Linked DNA regions of Mus musculus: region 1 is linked to region 2. A link is a contact called in public HiChIP or PLAC-seq data. All regions are on one chromosome and are shown on one strand. The core of a region is the stretch at or near the end of the contact, and the rest is flanking DNA. Distances in the headings are between cores, read along the strand shown.

Region 1 (4,523 bases), core at 1,364-3,863, 810 kb after region 2:
GTGTTGGCTGGTGTGTTCGGTGCAGTACCCTAATGTACTAGGTAGGTGTTGGCTGGTGTGTTCAGTGCAGTACCCTAATGTACTAGGTAGGTGTTGGCTGGTGTGTTCAGTGCAGTACCCTAATGTACTAGGTAGGTGTTGGCTTGTGTGTTCAGTTCAGTACCCTAGTATACTAGGTAGGTGTGGTTGGTTGGCTGGTGTGTTGGGTGCGATAGGTTATTGTGCTAGGTATGGCTGGCTGGTGTGTGAGATGCAGTACACTAATGTGCAGGGTGTGCCTGGTTAGTATAGGAAGCAGTGCACTAGTGTACTAGGTAGGCACTAGTAGGTACTACTGGTATAGGATACAGTAGGGCACTGTGCTAGGAGCCTTCTCCCTTGACTCAATCTCAGTTCACTGTGGTGTCACCTGGATGTAATTCCTTTTGTAAGTTGAAGATCATCCGTCCTTTGTGTGAGGACTGGGCAGGAGGGGATCTGTTTCTTCATGGAGAAAATAGGAGGATGGTATCCTCACACCTAACAGTTATCACAGAGAAAGGAGCTTCAGTTGGGGAAGGGCCTCCATGAGATCCAGCTGTGGGGCATTTTCTCAATTAGTGATCAAGGGAGGAGGGCCCTTGTGGGTGGTGCCATCACTGGGCTGGTAGTCCTGGGTTCTATAAGAGATCAGGCTGAGCAAGCCAGGGGAAGCAAGCCAGTAAGTAACATCCCTCCATGGCCTCTGCATCAGCTCCTGTTCTCTGACCTGCTTGAGTTTCAGTCCTGACTTCCTTTGGTGATGAACAGCAATGTGGAAGTGTAAGCTGAATAAACCCTTTCCTCCCCAGCTTGCTTCTTAGTCATGATGTTTGTGCAGGAATAGAAACCCTGACTAAGACAGGTTACTTTCATGACCTGACTTGTGACAGGGTTACTCTCATGACCTCAGTATCTTAGGATGGAGTGAAGCCAGCTGGAATAGAAAAGTCTCTAGAAAAGATCCCAGTTTCTCAATGGCCCACATGACCGGGGAACCGGGAAAGGGCCTTGTTCTGCCCAGAATCAGTGGTACCTGCACTGGCCTCCACATAAATGCTTAGTGGTCAGGGAGCCCCTAAGTCCCTACTTAAGACAATGGGGTACTGTCAGTGGAGATGCAAGCTGACAGCAGCAGGCTTACATTGTCAAACTAGAACGGCCACAGTTAGAGGGTTTAGGAAGCTAAAGGAACAAGGACCATAAAATGGCAAAAGCACCCCCAAGCCCCAAGAGACGGAACAGCATCATGTCTGAGCGCCAGCTCTCTAAACGCTGGTGACAGAAGAGTATATCTATCCGCTGGACGTAAAGAACCCAGAAGCAACCATGACGTTAATTTTGAAAAGCTAGAGTCGTTTACAATTTTGTACTTAGACGATACGACAGAAACGAAAGTGTCGCTGTGATTGCCTCATGAAGTAGACACACCACGCACACAGGCACACACACACACAGGCACACACACACACACAGGCACACACACACACAGGCACACACACACAGGCACACGCACACACAGGCACACACACACACACAGGCACACACACAGGTGGACACACACACACAGGCACACACACACACAGGCACACACACACAGGCACACACACACACACACACACACACAGAGTATATAGAAACAAGTCTTTGTAGACTCAGCCGTATTTCCGAGGAGTTAGGTCCTGATTAACACTTTGAACTATGTTTTCTTTCTTTTTTTTAAATTTAATTTTATGTTTTACTTATTCAATTTACATCCTGCCTCCCTCCCAGTCACCCTCTCCCACAATTCTTCCCCTCTTTCCCTTCTCCTCTAACTGGGTGCCCCCCCCTGGGTATCCCCCTACCCAGACACCCCACACAAGACAGCCCAGCTAGAACATATCCCACATACAGGCAACAGCTGTTAGGACAGCCCCAACTCCAGTTGTTTGGGAAGACCAAGCTGCACATCTGCTACCTATGTGTAGGGAATCCTAGGTCCAGCCCACGTGTGTTCTTTGGCTAGTGGTTCAGACTCTGAGAGCCCCAAGAGCCCAGGTTAGTTGACTCTGTTGGTCTTCCTGTAGAGTTCCTATCCCCTTTGGGGCCTCAGTCTTTCCACCTGTTCTTCCATAAGCGTATCCAAGCTCCATCCACTGTTTGGCTGTGGGTGTCTGTATCTGTCTGAGTCAGCTGCGGGGTGGAGCCTCTCAGAGGACAGTTACTGATGCGTTTATAAAATGATAAAGAGATGGAGGTTATGTTCTATGGGGGTGTGGTGAGGTATGGAGGAAGGGGATGTCTCAGCGGGCTCATGCTGAGGCATTCCTTCCACCTAAGGGACTCTCTAGTATAGAATAGCGTTTATTCAGGGCATGGGGAGGGGAATTAAGAGGGTAGCAGAGGCAGAGAAAGGCAGAGAGGGGGAGAGAGTAGAGAAGTAGAGGCCGACCATGACCACGTGGAGAGATTGGGGAAGGGAAGGGGGAAGGGAGGGGGGAAGGGAAGAGCCCAAGGGGGCAAGAGTGAAGCAAGAGTAAGAGAAGAGGAAGGAGGGAGCAAGCAGTCCCTTTCATAGTGGGTCAGGCCTACCTGCCTGTTGCCAGGCAACTGTGGGGCGGAGCTTAGACAGAAGGGTAACAGTTAGGCTAGGCTCCTATCTGCAAGCATTAAGAGGATCATTAACAGTGTCAGGGACTGGTGCTTGTCCATGGGATGGGTCTCGAGTTCGGCTGTGTTTTCTTGACTGGATACCACATGCATTGGACAGAATGCTGGGTCGTCGCATGCTTCTGTTCTCCTTGGTCGGACTGACTTCTCCTCGATCTAATTTGCTTCTTCTCCTGAAGGGAAAAAAAAATCCCTCAATTCTGTCCGTTCTAATCAAGGACAGCATATCATAACCAAACACTGAGTCCCTTCTGTCCCAGGAGACATCCTGTAACTTCTCCGTCGGAATCAGAACTGAACGCAGCGGGAGGGGGGGGGGCGGGCACAGAACCAGACGCTAAGAATAGCCCACTCCCACCGGGGACGCGCTGATACGCTTTGTGAAGTCACAAATAGTTCCATTCCTCCAGATAGGATTTGGGGGGGGGGGGGGGATTGAGCCGTGTTAAAACTCTGTAAATGAAGGCAGCTAGGGAAAGACCAGTTGAAGTGACCAGAGTAACTTAGGGAGCCCTTTGTGTCCGTCAGTCCGTCAGTTTGTCTGTTGTTGTGGGGAGACCGAGGAGGAAGGATTTATGGGGTTCACAGTTGCAGACCTACAGCCTGTCAGAGTGGGGAGGGGCAATTCACTTGTGGGAGTTAAGAAGGGAGTTCGGAAGGGCAGGGAGGGGCAAAGGAGAGGGGTGGGGGAGGATAGGAAACCAAAGGAAGAGAAAGAGTTAAAAAAAAACACAGGATCAAGTTCTCAGCACAAAGATTTCTTTGCCCCAGAGAGACAAAGAGCAGGGCTAAGAAGCAAAGCCAGGAGATAGAGGATGAGCGAGAAGGAGAAGGGAACAAGGGAGAGGGGGCAGGGATATTTGTCCCAGAGGAAGACAAAGGACGGCCTTTGGATAGAGAGGAGACCGACATGGCCCATGGGAAAATGGTAGTTTATAAAGGCAAAGGAGGAAACCCCATGTTAGGCTGAGTTGTTACATTTTGATTGGGCAGGTGAATTAGGTAGCCAGAGCCGCCTTTTGGTTGCTGGACTTCTATACTTTGACAGCTGGACCTTGGTGGCTAGCATTAGATACATAATCGAATGTTTTTTTTAGCAAAGCCTGCCGAAGCCATGTTTGCCATGCCCCGGCCTGCCAGAGCCCTTCAGACAGGGCTGTGTGTGGGAGCTAGCTCTGGCCTCCTTTTGTACTGTTATTCCCTCCAGGTGCCACAGCCATGGGATGGGGCCGCCTGCTCTCAGCCTTAGTCGGGTCCGCTCTGGAAAGCGCCACCACACAGAGTCCCAGAAGTGTGCTTGATTTAATCCCTTAAGCACTTGCAATCCGGCCAAGCTGAGAAATCAGCGTTACGTTACCCATCGTACCCTCCTGGCAAGGAGATGCTGAAGGGATGTCATGTGTTTGCTTGAATTCGATGGAGAGGTCTTAGCCAAATCTAAGTGAGCGAGGCAGGGTGGCTCCCCAGCCACAGGGCCCCCAGCACTGAGGCTGTGATAGTGCTACTTACAGGCTAGGGGAGGGGTGTGTTTGTGTGTGTGTGTGTGTGTGTGTGTGTGTGCCCTCGTGCCTGTGTCCTCCCCATGCTGAAGGCCGAGTCTAGCTCTGCACCTTTTTCAATAGTTTTTTGTTTGTTTGTTAGCTCATCTGGGGGTATTCCATGTGTCTGTACAATTTTTGATTGTTTGCTTTTGCTTTTATGTTTTTAGCAGGGTTTCACTATGTAGCCCTGACTAACCTGGAACTTAGTATGTAAGCCAAGTTGACTGGGTCTCATAGAAATCTATCTGCCTCTACCCCTCTGCCTCTCTGTCCCTCTGCCCCTCTGCCTCACTGCCTCTCTGCCTCTCTGTC
Region 2 (4,867 bases), core at 903-3,402:
GTATTCACAGGTCTCTGGCATGGGAAACCAGTGATGGGTGACCACTTGCTGGGACACAGGAGCTTGGCAGAGGAAGCAAACTGGAGAAAGAGACAGATGAAGAGAGAGAGAGCCTCCCATTGCCCTAATCTCTGTCATGTTTGTGTCTTCACGGAAGCAGAAGCTTACATACTGGGTGGACATTCTGCTCTGCAGCTTGTGAGGTTGTAAAAGTGTCCAGCATACAGACGGGATGTTAGGCCATGGACAGGTTATGTTGTCCACAGAAGGAACAGAGAGGCAAACAGAAGAGCGCTCAAAGAAACCCTGAGAAAGGCAGGTGGAAGACAGGACGAGAACAAGGCACAAAGGGGCGGGAGAAAGAGACGACCTCATGGCCAACATCCCCAGACCTGATCCCCATGGTCGACGCCACCCAGACTCACTGGATTAACTGGGGACCCTTAAAAGATCACTACTGTTCCATTTCTCTCGAAGCTCTTCTTCTCCTATCAGCTGATGTGACCAACACCCATACAGCAGACAACTGTCGGGTCTGGGTTCAGACACGATGCACCTAACCCTCAAGAGCCTGGAGGCCCCAGGGAGTTTAGAGGTCTTGTGGGGTGGAGGAAGGGGAGTAGGGACATCCACGTGGAGACAGGGGGCCAGGGAGGAGGTATGGGATGTGGAACAGTCAGAGGGTGGACTGGGAGGGGAATAAAATCTGGAGTGTAAATAAATAAATAAATAAATAAATAAATAAATAAATAAATAAATGATTTTTTAAAAAAACGTTCTTCCTCTCCTCGCCCCTGCCACACCACCTGCCCCAGGTGTCCCTTATCCTCACCCCTGCCCTCACCACCTGCCCCGAGGGTCCCTTATCCTCATCCCTGCCACACCACCTGCCCTGAGTATCCCAGAGTAAGGGCCGCTCTCTCTCTGAGCTCCCAACATGTCCGCTCCCTTACATTCTGGTTTCTCACCTCAGCACAACATGGGCATCGTATTGGCACGTTTGTTTGGGCGCTACTTGTCTAAAGGCTGTTTCTCCGCTAGCCTGTAAGCCCCAAGGGAAAGGGCAGAGCTGTGTTATTTAGTTCACATGTGTATGCTCACGGCCTTGCATGTAGGACACCATCAATGCCTGTTGAACAAATGCTTAGGGGGGAAAAAAGGCTTTCCTTTCTTGAGGCGGGGGTCTCTGCTTAGGCTAGTCTTCCCGTTCTAGCCTCCCACGTGCTGGGAGTACGGGTTCTGACCACATCTGGTGAAAAATAGGGTCCGTTTAAGTTTGAACTATGAAGACTGTAGGGGTTATTTTAAAAGGAATTTTAAATTTGGTATGTTTTAGGACTCTTTTCTTTAGGGAAGGAAAAATAACTATCACTGACACTCTGATGAGTATATTTATAACTTCAGGAGGTCGGGTGTCGCAAAAGAGTTGATATATACCACTTATACCAAGTGTGCTGGCACACGCCTTTGATTGAAGTATGCCCGAGGCAGAGACAGGCAAGCTCTGTGAGTTCAAGGCCTGCTGGGGCTACAAAGTGATACAGAAGAGTGGGTGATACAAAGCAGCACCCACTTGTGTCATTGATCTCTCTGGAGGTAAATGACGTCAGTGAGCCCTGGAGGCTCTGCGCATCATGCAGTGGTCCCATCAGTGACGGCAGAAGTAGAAGCTGCATTTAGCATTTACTGCTGCTACATGTTGCATTTAGCATTTACTATGCTGCTACATGTTGCATTTAGCATTTACTGTGCTGCTACATGTTGCATTTAGCATTTACTATGCTGCTACATGTTGCATTTAGCATTTACTATGCTGCTACATGTTGCATTTAGCATTTACTATGCTGCTACATGTTGGGTGATTCTCCTGCCTCCTCTGCTTGTTCTTCTGGTTAAAAAGGTAGATTTATTATTATTATTATTATTATTATTATTATTGGGGGGAAGAGGAGGGGGAGATGGAAGAGGAGGGAGTGGAGGAGGAGGGGGAGGAGGAGGAAGAGGAGGGAGTGGAGGAGGAGGGGGAGGAGGAGGCTGTTGTCATTACCTCAACCTGACTGGCACAGAGGGACCAGTATAGATCCCCAGCTGACTTCTTGCAGTGTTCTGATTAGTTCTGGCCCTAAAGCTGCTTTTTCTTCCGCGACTCATCCCACGTATGCTCGCTTAGTCACATGGGTACAAGACATTGTTTAGGGAGACATTCCAACACAGCCCAGCTTTCAATAGCCTGTCAATCAAGTTGCCCTTGCTGGAAGCATTCCTTAGATAAGGACCTCTCTCCTCTATGCCTTTGTTAGCATGTTTGCCTGGAGATCTGCCATCCCCGGCTTTCAAGGAGGTTTGAGTAGGCTCTTTCCCCTTCTTTCTTCCCAGACTTTCCTCAGCAAGAGGTGGGTGTTGGGTGACAGGCCTGCTGCGGCCTTCTCATCTGCAGGGTAGCACAGATGGCAAACATCAGGGTGGGGACTCATGCCCAGCTCTGCCTTACTTGCAAGGCCGCTCTTCCCGGCACGCTACCCTCCACCCCCTCTCTGACTTAGAGCAGAGCAGTAGCTGTCTTTCTATGTTCTGCTTGTTGTTCGTTTGGTTGGTTTGGTTTTTCAACACAGGGTTTCTCCGTGTAGCCCAGGCTGTCCTGGAACTCACTCTGTAGACCAGGCTGGTCTCAAACTCAAGAGATCCACCTGCCTCTGCATCCCGAGTGCTGGGATTAATGGTGCACCCCACCACCGCCCTGCTGCATCTCTGATTTTAATTGGTGTTGTTAGCATTATCTGTCTGGCTGCTGGGCACAGTCCTTGGGCAGTTTTGCTGCTGTATCAGCCCGAAGGTCTGCAGTTTTAAGAACCTGAGACAGTGAGAAGAAAGCTCGTAGGAAAGGAAGGCACGGTTTGAACTGCAAGGTGGTACGGGTGAGACTTCAGCAGACGGCCGAGTTGGTGCTGAATGCACTCGATAATTTCAATAGAGATAACACGGTAGCCTCTTAATGCGTGTTGCAGAATTGGAATGTAGTCACCAAAATTCAAGTGTTCGAAACTTCCCCAGTGCAGCAGAGGTGAGAAACGAGCCAAACAGGAAGTGTTTGTTTCACTGAGTGTTGTAGAGAAAGGATCTCTTGTAAGCATCACCTGTCAATAAAAAAAAAAAAAAGAAAAACACAAAAAGACCAACAAACAAACAAACAAACAAACAAACAAATAGGAGGTGGGGCACTGGCAGGAAGAGAGAGGATTCTGGGAAATAGTGAGTGTATAAAAGAGAGAGTCAAGAGACCATGGAGACAGACCACAGAGAGGGGTCTAAACCAGCAGATTAGATGAACTCAGGGAGACACGTGAAGAAAGAAGGGGGCTGGGACTGAAAGAGAGGTAACTAACCAACTGGTAGACATAGAATAGTTTAAATGGTTAACTAAGTCACAAGCTACTCAGAGAATGAGTCAAAACTTACGGCCTAGGAATTTAATAATAACTAATTAGTCGTGGAGTCTTCTTTCCAGGAGCTAGGAAAGGAAAAATGGATTTTATTATTATTTTTTGCGTGGTGTCCACCTAATTAATATTAAGAAGACTTGGATTTTATTAAAATTTTACAGGGTGTCTCCCTATTAATAGTAAAAAGGGCTTTTTGTTATTTGTTTATATAGTACTAGAGGTCAAACCCTGGGGCCACTGAGCTATGACCCAGGCTCCTCTACCCTAATAAAGGACAATTGTCGCTATAAAAGGGTGAGCGGTATGTTTTCTTGTTTGTGGTTTTGTCTTCTCTTACCCCGTCTGCCTTCCGCCATGGGGAGAGGCCATGAGAAAGTTCTTACCTGATACTGCCGGCTCCAGTCTTGGTCTCCCCTGTCTTCACAATGAAGAAAAAAATAAATGTATATTTTTTTAATGGATTCTCAGCCTCTGTTAACTCTTTACAACAGAACAAAACAGACAAAAGCACACGTTGATATTTAGACTTATTTTTCAGGAACCATTGTTAGCAGCGAGGTGTACCCTGTGAGAAATAGCTACGTGCTCCTTGTTCGCCCTGAACTGTGGGTCTTCCCCGAGGACGGTTGGCAACCAGCCGAGGAAGACACATTCCCAGGGCAGAAGTAAGCAAATGCTATAGATGAGAGCGTGCTCTCTTCTCAGAAAGCTGGCTGCGGGGCGTTTGCCAATCTGCCAATATTGATGGGGAGATCTATGACACTTTCTGCTTCCTGTACGCAGAGATCACGTGCCTGCCACACGAGAGGATCTGGTAAAGAACCAACACATCAAACCGGAACAGACCGGATTCCTGTAAGGAGCAATAAATAATGTTCCTTCCCCCCACCCCACCCCCACCCCTGAACTGGAAGATAGAAAATCAATATCTCAACTTAATTACTAATAAACTCAATCAGAAGTTGCAACATGGAACCGGGCTAAATGGGTTCCCTCATTCCTTGCTGCTGAGAGGAATAAGCTCATGTGATCACTGGCTGCACTGGACCATGACAGGTTCTGGGTCTCTTTCACACATGTCTTTTCTTGCATGTTGGAGTAGAGAACGTGTTTGTCCTGACACACTCACCGCCAAGCCGTTCTGAGTGACAGGGGTTTTGAAACAGACCCAGAAGCAGAGGCTGTTCCCTGCATGTTTCCTTCCTACTTTGGCGTCGCAACTGAGCAGCAGTCCCTTGACAGATGATGATGGTGGTGGTGGTGGTGAGGAGGAGGAGGAGGGAGAGGAGGAGGGAGAAGAGGAGGAGGAGGAAGAGGAGAAACGGCTCATCCCCTTTCTTCCCGAAAAGATTCCAGAAAAGGTTCCTGGCGTCTGCAATATGCAAAGCTGCTATTTTATGGGCCAGGGTGGAAGCCCGAGTTGTATT

The links. HiChIP or PLAC-seq counts read pairs in DNA pulled down with a chosen protein or histone mark.
Region 1: an H3K27ac HiChIP or PLAC-seq map of extraembryonic endoderm stem cells shows a contact between it and region 2, with 3 times the contacts expected there. The contact joins two enhancer-like sites. A contact is called at or near these places in 1 of 115 datasets of contacts at active chromatin or transcription factors (extraembryonic endoderm stem cells) and 1 of 9 other capture datasets (embryonic stem cells).

Annotation. Positions count from the first base shown.
Region 1 is chr15:97,335,523-97,340,045 of GRCm38.p6, forward strand. All of the region lies in intron 3 of Pced1b (PC-esterase domain containing 1B), which reads left to right. Gm33325 (a long non-coding RNA gene) reads right to left here. Exons shown (of 5, transcript XR_875640.2): 5 at 2,647-2,843. Among named protein-coding and RNA genes, the nearest start is that of Gm33325, 20 kb to the right of the region's middle. Within about 2 kb of position 2,614, at least 33 of the 459 cell types and tissues checked have an H3K27ac peak or open chromatin away from gene starts, as enhancers often do. A contact at or near this core is called in extraembryonic endoderm stem cells, where this site is marked.
Region 2 is chr15:96,522,174-96,527,040 of GRCm38.p6, forward strand. No RefSeq gene overlaps it. Among named protein-coding and RNA genes, the nearest start is that of Gm32406, 17 kb to the left of the region's middle. Within about 2 kb of position 2,153, at least 65 of the 459 cell types and tissues checked have an H3K27ac peak or open chromatin away from gene starts, as enhancers often do. A contact at or near this core is called in extraembryonic endoderm stem cells, where this site is marked.